2 separate regions of the Mus musculus genome follow, and region 1 is linked to region 2. A link is a contact called in public targeted proximity ligation data. All regions are on one chromosome and are shown on one strand. The core of a region is the stretch at or near the end of the contact, and the rest is flanking DNA. Distances in the headings are between cores, read along the strand shown.

Evidence for each region.
Region 1: a contact with region 2 is called in a targeted proximity ligation map of embryonic stem cells, with 5 read pairs. A contact is called at or near these places in 1 of 39 promoter capture datasets (macrophages), 3 of 130 datasets of targeted methods (the SCID.adh cell line, embryonic stem cells and intestinal villus epithelium) and 3 of 9 other capture datasets (adipose tissue, liver and pancreatic islet).

Annotation. Positions count from the first base shown.
Region 1 is chr19:9,025,901-9,031,082 of GRCm38.p6, reverse strand. It overlaps a transcript of Ahnak not described here. Among named protein-coding and RNA genes, the nearest start is that of Ahnak, 39 kb to the right of the region's middle.
Region 2 is chr19:8,938,909-8,944,310 of GRCm38.p6, reverse strand. It overlaps Mta2 (metastasis-associated gene family, member 2), which reads right to left and starts at 2,391. Exons shown (of 18, transcript NM_011842.3): 1 at 1,929-2,391; 2 at 779-846; 3 at 205-298. The coding sequence starts at 1,956. It overlaps Eml3 (echinoderm microtubule associated protein like 3), which reads right to left. Exons shown (of 22, transcript NM_144872.1): 17 at 5,195-5,283; 18 at 5,026-5,123; 19 at 4,807-4,894; 20 at 3,634-3,732; 21 at 3,278-3,408; 22 at 2,729-3,181. The coding sequence ends at 2,978. It overlaps Gm10353 (predicted gene 10353), which reads left to right and starts at 1,921. Exons shown (of 4, transcript NR_165499.1): 1 at 1,921-3,659.

The sequences.
Region 1 (5,182 bases), core at 1,808-4,307, 86 kb before region 2:
CCTGGGTCCTCTCTATCTCTCCAGCCCCTATCGTATTTGGAGACAAGGTTGCTTCATTGCTCAGGCTGGTCTTAAACCCTTGAGCTCAAGTAATCCTCCTGTCAGCCTTCCTAGTAGCTGGTGCTACAGATCCACACCACCATTCTAGCTTTTTTGGGCAGGGGGAGGGAGTTGAGTTAAGGTCTCACTGTGTGGCTCTAGCTATCCTAGAATGCATGATGTATACAAGGCTGACCTCAAACTCAGAATCCGCCTGCCTCTACTTCAATAGTGCTGGAACTAAAGGCATGCACCACCACGGCCTCTCTCTCTCTCTCTCTCTCTCTCTCTCTCTCTCTCTCTCTCTCTCTCTTCTCTCTCTCTCTCTCCCTCTCTCTCCCTCTTCTCTCTCTCTTCTCTCTCTCTTCTCTCTCTCTTCTCTCTCTCTGCAATATATAAGTATACAATATATATTTAATGAAAATGAAAACAACTGAAGGGCAACATAATAATCACAGCCACACTTCACTGACTGAGCCATGACTAACATGCCAGGTGCCTGCCTCTTGTTTGGAACCTTACTGACGGAATACTCTTCCACTCCCCCCACAGCAGCTACCAGTAGCCCACCATTCTCAGAGTTTAGGTCTTCACTTTCTGTGTCTCCAAGCTCTGCCTGACCTCCTGTCTACCCATATGTCATTCTGGAAGCTGGAATGGTGCAGACCTGGGGAATGCCACCAACAGTCTGCAGACCATCCCTGACCACAGCTGAATTCACACCCTAACAGCTCAAGGGAAGCGGCTGGCCTGCAGAAACCTCAACAATAGCTCAGAGAAGAAGAATAAAAATAAGAATAAAAACAGCCCTGGGTTTGTTGTTCATCTTCTGTTTATTTATGTTTGCTCTCACCCTGAATTTTGGAAAATGCACTGAGACTACCCAGCAAAAGACAGAAGGAAAACAGGTGTCCCTATTGCTGATGGGAACTGTATGCAGTGATAAGACAGGGCCATTGTGACCTACAGAATTTCTGCCAAGTGCTGGGTGCCACATGCCAGGTGCCTGGCATTATGCCTGAAATAAAATAATAAATAAGAATACAGCATCCCTCCCTCACAGGGTTGACAGTCTAATTCCGGAGAGAGACTGACAAGCAGTCTCTCACTGATAACTAAATGTAAGTAGCATTGAGACCAGAAAACTAAAGTAATGAGAGCATAGAATAGTTGGGAAAGAGAGAGGATTCCAGGCAGGCTTCCAGGAGGAAATGCCCCTTAGGCTAAAACCCAAGGGTGAGAAAAGAGAAGGCTGCATCAAAGCCAGAGGGCTGCTGAGAGTGACTGGCAAGGCCAATCATGACCTCGCAGAAACTGACAACCATTGCAGTAAACAGTAGAGAGGAGCCTGGGGGTCAAGGGTTCCCCAGGTCTTGATGAGGTATGGGCAAGCTGAGGTACCTCCACGAGGCTTCCCTCTCTGCGTAAACCAACAGTCAGGCCGTCCCACCACAGCATTCTCATCCAAATTTTTTGTTTTGGTTTTTGAGACGGGGTATCACTATGTGGCGCTGGCTGTCCTGGAACTCGCTGTGTAGCTCTGATTGCCCGCAGACTCTCAGAGATCCACCTGCCTCTGCTTCCTGATTAATCAGCTGGAATCAAAGGTATGTGCCACCCTACCCCACAAAGATTGTTTTTAAATGGGTATGTGTATCTGTGAGTATATGCCACATGAGTTCAGATACCCAAGGAGGCCAGAAGAGAAAGTCAGATCCCCTGGAGCTGGAGTAGCAAATGAATGTCAGCTACCCAATGTAGGTGCTGCGAATCAAACTTTGGTCCTCCCAAAGATCCGGAGTCACTCTTAGCCACTAAGTTCTCTCTCCAGCCACCCTACCTCTACTGGCTAGTTTGTGTCAACTTGACACAGGCTGGAGTTATCACAGAGAAAGGAGCTTCAGTTGGGGAAATGCCTCCATGAGATCCAACTGTAAGGCATTTTCTCAATTAGTGATCAAGGGGGAAAGGCCCCTTGTGGGTGGGACCATCTCTGGGCTGGTAGTCTTGGGTTCTATAAGAGAGCAGGCTGAGCAAGCCAGGGGAAACAAGCCAGTAAGGAATATCCCTCCATGGCCTCTGCATCAGCTCCTGCTTCCTGACCTGCTTGAGTCCCAGTCCTGACTTCCTTGGTGATGAACAGCAGTATGGAAGTGTAAGCCAGATAAACCCTTTCCTCGCCAACTTGCCTCTTGGTCATGATGTTTGTGCAGGAATAGAAACCCTAAGACACCACCCCATCCAACTTATAAATCTTTCTAGTGAATATTAAATCAGTGCTAGAAAATACACTCCAAGTTCAATCCGCTGTCAGGGCACAGTGGATAAAAGACAAGCCACGACCCCATGTTGTTCCCTGTACTCATTCCTGTGACCAGCAAACCCTATCAAAGGTTTTCCATGGTTATGTAACAAGAACCTGACAAGTGACACACAGGATCCAACCGTTTCCTCTCTGGAAACAAGGAAAGGGAGTGTTTGCAGAACATGTAGTACAGGGCTTTGTACCTGGGAGACTGGCAAGGCCTGGAATGGCCATCCAGGGGCAAGAGTCTGGCTAATCCAAAGCACTTATTTCCTTCTGATAATCTGTAATCTGTAATTTCCCACTTTTAAGGGTAGTAATTACTCCAAACAAAGAGCAGTAACCAAAAACAGTGGTTAAAGGGAGTGGCTTTTTTTTTTTCCTCTAAAAGAGATCTGCAGCTCAGTTAAAGAAAAAATAAAAACCTTAGTTCAAAGCTTGTCTATTAGATTCAATAGGAAAATAGTTTGAAGGAAAATATGGTGTGCAAACAGGAAAAAAAAAGTGGAAGCCTACCCACACCAGGCCCCCACCCCCTACAGTGAATTTGCCCTACCTGACCCACCTTACTCCTACAGCTAAATTCCTAGAATTTATTTTCTAGGAATTTAGACAATTCAGATTGGCTGCCTCCACTCTCTCACCTGACATCCCTATCTGCCTGAAGGGCCCACTTGAAATTCAAGTGGCGAGCCAGACTCGCAGGCTTGCAAATAGAAAATGCACTGTCATTCTTCTCCCTGGCTTTTCACATTCCAGTCCTCCCCACGGCCTGGCTGCCTGAGCAAGGGGACAGAGCACCGGCTGCCTGGCAGCTGTGTATCCTGGAAGAGACGGCACACACAGGAAAAAACACACAGAGCAGGCTATACTGCATGGCTGAAAAAAAAAATCAAAGCCTTCCACTTTGGGTGGACAGGAGTAGTGAGCTTTAAGCTGAAGCTCCTTCCTCGGGGAGGGTACCAAGTGCCCCACACTGCAGTCCCATGTGACTACAGCTCAGTAAGGGCTGCCAGATTCCAGGAGATGGATGGATGGATGGACCTTAAATAGTCACCAGGAGGGTGACTTCTTGTGTAGCCCAGGCTGTCCTGGAATAAAGCCGTCAATGGGAGGATGACCTTGAACTTTAGATTCTCCTGGGTCCACCTCCTCCATTCTCCTGGGTCCACCTCCTGAGTTCTGTTTAGATTCTCCTGGGTCCACCTCCTGAGTTCTGGGGTTTCAGTTGTGTGCCACCACACCAGGCTTATGATATGGCAAGTCCAGGACTTGCTACATTCCCAGCCCACACACACAAGTCCTGTTTTTATTATTACTTGTGTGTACTTGTATCTGTGTGCATGTTTATGCATGTGCACGTGTGTGTATGTGTGTACAAGACTATGCCCATGCATGTGAAGGCCAGAGGCCAAAGTCACCTGTCTTTCTCTATCATTGTCCACCTGTTCTTTTACTTGATCTGGCTCACCAATGGGCTAGACTGTCAGGCCAGAGAGCTCTGGGAGCTCTCTATCCCCACCCCATCTCCCAGTGATAGGGTTACAGACCAGAATACCATGCCCACCTTTCGCCTCAATTCTGGACACCAGAACTCAAGTCCTCACGTACGAGAGCAAGAGCTTAAGTACCAAACCATGTCCCCAGCCCTCTTTTAAATACCAGCATTCAAAAGTGCAAACCTAAGATGCCGTCATATACAAAGTCATCTTTTAGGCAAAGTCTGTATAAAGCAGAGAGTTGGGGCTGATGCCGCATTTTAGAAATGAAGGTCCCACCGGGTAAGGGGTAGGCCCCAGAGGCAACATGTGACCCACGTACAGCAGCTTCCAGCTGGTCTCTGCTGGTCTTTTTTCTGTGATTGCCCAGTATCATATGCCCAGTCTTGTTTGGCCATCAGCCTGGCTCATTACTTCACACCAGCCTGGTCTAAATAGATAAAAATCTGCCTAGGAACTGTGGCAGAACTTGGATTAGTTCCAGGATTGGCTGGTTGGCTGAAAGTGGCTACAATTACTCCCAGAGACTGGGATCCCTTGTTTCCTGGACACTAACAGCTGAATTGGTGAATTGGGGTAGGGGGCGGGGGTGTCAGATCATTTGATTTGGGGTCAGAGCAAAAATTTTGCCTTGATGTTACAGTACTCTGTTTTCTTAGGGTACATTTATTTGGGGCACCCAGAAAGGCAGGGCTCAAACCCTATGAACAGCCACCCTTTGGGGCTGTCTGCGTAGTAACGAATAAAGACAACGTTTTGCACTTACTAGACCATTGAGTCACACCCCAGCCCTTCTTCCTCTTTTTCCTAGTCTTCCTCGTCCACACCCTTTACATTTCTCAGGCTCATCCAATCATCCTGGCCCTGACTAATCCACTTTGCCCAGGCTTCTTCTTGGATTTTGACTTGTTTCCTTCTAGGCTCTAATCTGTGATTAAAGAGCTCTAGGTGTCCTGAGTTCTTACCCTGGGCTTGGGTGGGCTGAACTGCCCCATCCCACTTGGGGAGTGTGGAAATCTCTGATCATACTATAGGCTGTTGGATGATTCTCAAACCGGAGTCGAGCAGGCATGGCAGGTGCAGAGATAGACGGGGAAACACTTGGAAGCAGCCCTTCCCTTCTCCCAATCCCTGTGTGGAAGTACCTCTCATTTTCAGGCCCTCCCCTAGACACAAGGTTCAACCTCCTAGGGCCCCAGATTGAGCAGAACAGTGTTTGCAGACCATCAACCTGTCCACTCTCCAAGGGACCAGTGGGCGGGACTAACTATAATACATTAACTTCAGTTGTTTCTCTCATTTATTAGTATCATGGAAGAGTGAAGACTGGATAGGGCAA
Region 2 (5,402 bases), core at 1,142-3,641:
TTTGGCTTTCCTTATCATGGTCTGCCCGCCCTGCTTCCAACCCCAACGTGTAACAACAGGCCTCCCTCCGCAGACCAGGCACTTCCCACCCCCCCCCAAACTCACACCCTCCCTTGGGCATGCTGCCAGGGGAAACACCTGCAGGAACATGTCTAGTCCTCAGATCCTGGGGAAGGGAGATGGGTAAGGAATGAAGACACTCACGAGCATTACTGTCAGCCAAGCTGTTGAGGCTACTAGAAATATCCCTTCGCCGGAAAAGACAGACAACCTTTGCTTCCACATTTCCATTTGCAGTCTAAAGGAGGGAGAAAAACCGAGAAGGAAAATTGGCCATTTGAAAGTGGAGATGCATGCCGGGTGTGGTGGTGCACGCCTTTAATCCCAGTACTCGGGAGGCAGAGGCAGACGGATTTCTGAGTTCAAGGCCAGCCTGGTCTACAAAATGAGTTCCAGGACAGCCAGGGCTACACAGAGAAACCCTGTCTCAAAACAAAACAAAACAACAACAACAACAAAAGAAAGTGGAGGTGCTGGGGGGAGGTGGGGGAGTGGAAGTGCGCAGAGTCAAAAGCAATATCTCCTTAAGGGTCTAAGTAGAAGAGCTAGAAAAACTTAGCAGTAAAGACTTAATACTCAAAGATAATTTCAGAACCAATGAAAAGGGTCTCCATGAGTTTAAGATCAGCCTGGTCTACACAGCAAGTTCCAGGCAGCCAAGGTTACATAATAGAGAGACCCTGTATCATTAAAAAAAAAAAAAACCAACTCCACTCACCTTATTGAGCTCCTCAATCCGTCTAACCAGGTAAGGATTGCTGGAGGAGTTCTCAAAATAGACGTAATCTGTAGGAGGTGGGGAAGAAACAAGAGGATCAGAGGAGAGGGCACCCAGATGAAAAAGTCGCTCTGTGTGGACCAAAATGAGACAAAATTCTAGATAGAGATGAAGTGGAGATGAGCAAGAGGAGAGAGTTAAGAAAATAAGTACTAGTCATTAGCTGGACAGTGGTGGCATATGCGTTTAATCCCAGCAGTCTGGGAGACCAAAGCAGGCTCTTGGTTCAAAGCCAGCCAAGTCTACAGCTCAAGTTCCAGGACAGCCAGGGTTACACAGAGAAACCTTGTCTCAAAAGAAACAAGGGGGAAACCTGCCTCAAAAAGGAAATGGGGGGTGGGGGAAGAGAAGAGAGAAAAAAAGAAAAAAAAAAAAAAAAAAAAGGAAGGAAGGAAAAGAGATATTATGGAAATACTTTGCCAGGCAGTGGTGTCACACACCTTTAATTCCAGCAGTCAGGAGGCAGAGGCAGGCGGATCTCTGAGTTCGAGGACAGCCTGGTCTACAGTATGAGTCCCAGGACAGCCAAGACTACACAGAGAATAAACCTTGTCTAAAAAGAAACAAGGAAAAAAGAAGAAAAAGGAAATGAGTTTTTACCCCCTACCCCTGCAACACCCAGTTCTAAAGTCAGATCTTCACTCAAAAGTGAGACTTAAGAAACAAGAACAAGAATTTCCCTGGAGTCCATACAACTTTGCACTCAAGTTGCATCCTTGTATAGGAGAATTGAGTAAACTGTTCAGGCCCCACCTTCGCGAACGCACAAGCCGCCACAGAAAAGAAAACCCCTGCGCGCCTAGCCCCTAGCGCGGCTGGCCGGACGGTGGGTCACTCGGGCCCCTTCCAAAGCCAAGGCCACTTCCAGCCCGGCGATCCAGTCACAGGTCTCAAGAGCACCGTTACGGCTGCAGGTAAGCCTCTGCGGTAGACTCTGCGCCCGATAGCGTCGCCGCCGCGGAACCATGGCTCTTGATTCCGGTTCCGGTCGGTGCCGCGGCCCACACGACCCCAGATGTGGCTCCCCCGCGCCTGCGGACACCGAGTCTCCCTGATCCCGGCCTCAGCCTCTTCCGCTCAGGGTACTCACCTCCCACCCGGTACATGTTAGCCGCCATGGCCGTTCCCGCCGCCGCCTCCGGCCACACAAAGAGGTCCCGGAGGCTCGCGGGGGCAAAGCTCAGCTCCAGACGAAGCCCCCAGCGCGTGGCTGACGCTTCGCGGAAGTGTCGATGGGGCCCGAGCAGCCGGCACCTCTGCTCGCTCAGCCGCCGCGGCTCATCACTGCCCGCGCGACGACGACACTGCTATAGCCTCACGCCGGGACACCGAGGCCAGCTCCGGTCTACTCGGCTTCTTCCGGAACGAGCTCGATTCCTGCCTGACCGGAGTGAGGTTCCAGCTCCTAGCGTCCTCACCGAGTCCCAGCAGACGTCGTGCGGTGCCAACCGCTGGCAAGGTTTGCCCTGCCCGCGTCCGGGTTCGCCTCCTTCCGGAACACCTTCGGCCGATCCGGAGAACAAGGCCCAGCGCTCGGCTCAGGTCGGAGAGCAAGACCCCGCAGATCGGCCACTTCCGGAAGGAACTCGGCTCCTTTCGCTCAGCCGCGGCCTCGCGCTCGGTTATTTCCGTTGCAGCTCGACCCCGCCCCTGAGGGCGGTGAGGAGCCGGAATTAACTCTTTGCACTATGGGTCCTAGCAGCTCCCCGGCAGTGGCGTCGAAAGGCGCGCGCGCGCCCTCACTCTTCTTGAGGTTATTTGCAAGCCGCTTTGCCTGTTATTTGCATATTTGGTCTGAACTCCCTTTTCTCTTCCCGCCCTGCACTTTTTTCTTTCATCCTAACACAACTGGGCCCCTGAGGGGACCCGCCGCACAAAAGCACCAGGCAGTTACTTTTTTCTTTTTATTGCCCCTCACCGAGCAGAGGGTGTCGGAGCTGGGTTGCCTGGCTCAGCCAGCAAGTCTGTTGTTATTTTGTGTGCAGTGGGGTGGTTAGCCCCTCCAGAAAAATGCGCAATTGGGAATGTATGAAGTCAAAGAAAAAGCCAGCACAGGAAAAGACTGTCCTTGGTCCTAGGGGTTTTGGCCAGGGTGGGGCCAGACCACAGTACCAGAGGGACAAGACCATCCAGCATCAATCACACGTCCAGGGAGGAGGCAGGGGACAGAGAGGGCGTTCTAGATGGTGTGGCAGGAGCGGGCCCAGAGCTCCCTGCCCCCAGCACTCGCCACTGAAAGATGCTAGCATCCTTGCCACCTAAGGAGACAAGGTATGAGTCGTCGTGCGTGAACCGGACACTAGTCACATGGCTGCCATGGCCTGAGTACATACGACTTGGCGCCTAGATGAGAGAAAAAAAAAAAAAAAACAACTGGTTGCAGCAATGGCAGGGTACCAAACCTACCCACCTGGGCCCAATGGTCCCCTGAAGCCTCACCTTGGCTCGAGCACATGGGTACTGAAAGAGGTGTACTTTGCAGAAGTCGTCTGCCACAGCCACCACCCGTTCATTGTGGGAGCGGCAAAGGGAGTTGATGTCTGTCCCATCAGAGCCATCAGGCCACACACCTAACACAACAGGTGGCCTGAGTCAGGCTGCTACCACAACCTAGAGTTGCAGTGTTTCAGGTCTTCAGGTTGCCACTGCGCTCCAGACAATCCCAAGGGGCCTCCTAGCCTGGATTTGCCACTATGACCCCCACCCCGAGGTGGCACACGCCCAGGATTCTGAGGGCAGAATGGGTTCTTCCTTGTTTCCCCAGCCCTCCTAACGGATTCCAGATCCTGGCTCACCATAGACGTGGAAGCCCAGCACACAGGTATAGGTAGCCCACTCCCGGTCTCTGCTCTCATAGCGGTTCCTCAGCAGTTTGCAGCCTCCAGCCACATCCCCTAGGTGGAAATCGCCTACTCAGCCGTCATTCTTCCCTCACTTGACGACATGAACTGATCATAGGCATAGCGTCCACTATGAACCCCACTGTGTGCTTCCCAAGTTCTCACTGACTTGGCTTGGCTTTAAGTTAGGCCTGCATGATGGTGCAGATCCTTAATCCCAGTCCTAGTGGGGCAGACAGATCTCTGAGTTGGGGGCCACCCTGGTCTACAAACGCAGGTGACAGAGGGAACCCTGTCTCAGAAACAGAGAATGTAGCCTTAGACATGCCTAGAGCCTCTGGATAAAGCACTAACAGTTTCTCATCAGCTGCCCCTCCCCCACTTGCCCTAAGGAGCTATCCTAAAGCACTGTCTTCTTGGTGCAGCCGGCTTTTTCCTTTGTTTTGGTTTGTTTTGGTTTGGTTTTTTTTTTTTGGGGGGGGGGGTTGTTTTGGTTTGGTTTTTGGTTTTCCGAGACAGGGTTTCTCTGTATAGCCCTGGCTGTCCTGGAACTCACTTTGTAGACCAGGCTGGCCTTGAACTCAGAAATCCACCTGCCTCTGCCTCCCCAGTGCTGGAATTAAAGGTGTGCGCCACCACGCCTGGCCTTTCCTTTGTTTTGTATTTTGAGGCACAGTCTTCCTATGCAGCCTTGGCTGCCCTAGAACTCACTATGTAGACCAGGCTGGCCTTGAACTCATAAAGATCCAGCCACGTATCTCTGCCTCCCCAGTGCTGGGATTAATGGCATGCACCACAATGCCTGGTCCATTTTTCAACTCCCTTGAGTTCTTGTTGGAGAAGATAGAGTGTGAAACTGTAGCTTACCTACTTACCGGGTTATCCCTATGTCCAATTCCAACCTCCATTTCCCTCCACATCAGCCCCTCTGCTTGATGTTCCTCTACTACCATCAGCCCTCCTGACTAGAAACCTCCTGTCGGCACCCACATAATCTCTTAGGAGACATAATTAGGAGGATGACAAATGCAAAAACAGCATGGGCCACATAGAGAATTCTAAGCCAGCCTGATGCAAAAAAAAAAAAAAAAAAAAAAATTAAATGATCCCCATCTCCCTGCCACTCACAGTAAAGAATCTCATAATCCCCAGAATTGGACATGATGAAATTCCCATCCTTGGACCAGTCAAGGTGAGTGATAAAACTGGAGTGCCCCTGGGGAATAAGAGTCAAGAATTTGACAAGATGGCTACCATTTCCCATCCCCAGGCTAGCCCTTAATGCATCAAACCCCTGTTACTGTGCCCACAGTTAACAAATCCCACCTTCCACCCCAGCATCCTTACCATACATCTGCCAAAGCGGCTGGACTTAGTGCCACAACTGGAAACACTATAGATGTAGATCATGTTGTCATGGGAACCAATAGCCAGGTACAACCCATCTACAAAGAAACTTATTCAGATAAAGAAGAGCCAGAGCAGGACCCAGGTCCAGGGTGGGGGTGGCTCCCACCTGGGCTGTACCGGACAACTGAGAGCTGTTCATTGCCGTCAGTGACATCGGATACAATCTCTCTGGTCTCTGTGTCCAAAACCAACCACCTGAAAGGAAAAGGGAAGGAAGCAAGGAGGCAAGATGTGAGCCTACCCCCAGGGAGGCTCTGAGCAAAGAGTCAGCAAGAAGACAGAATATCAGGCTGTGGTGTCTGGAAGGAGGCTGG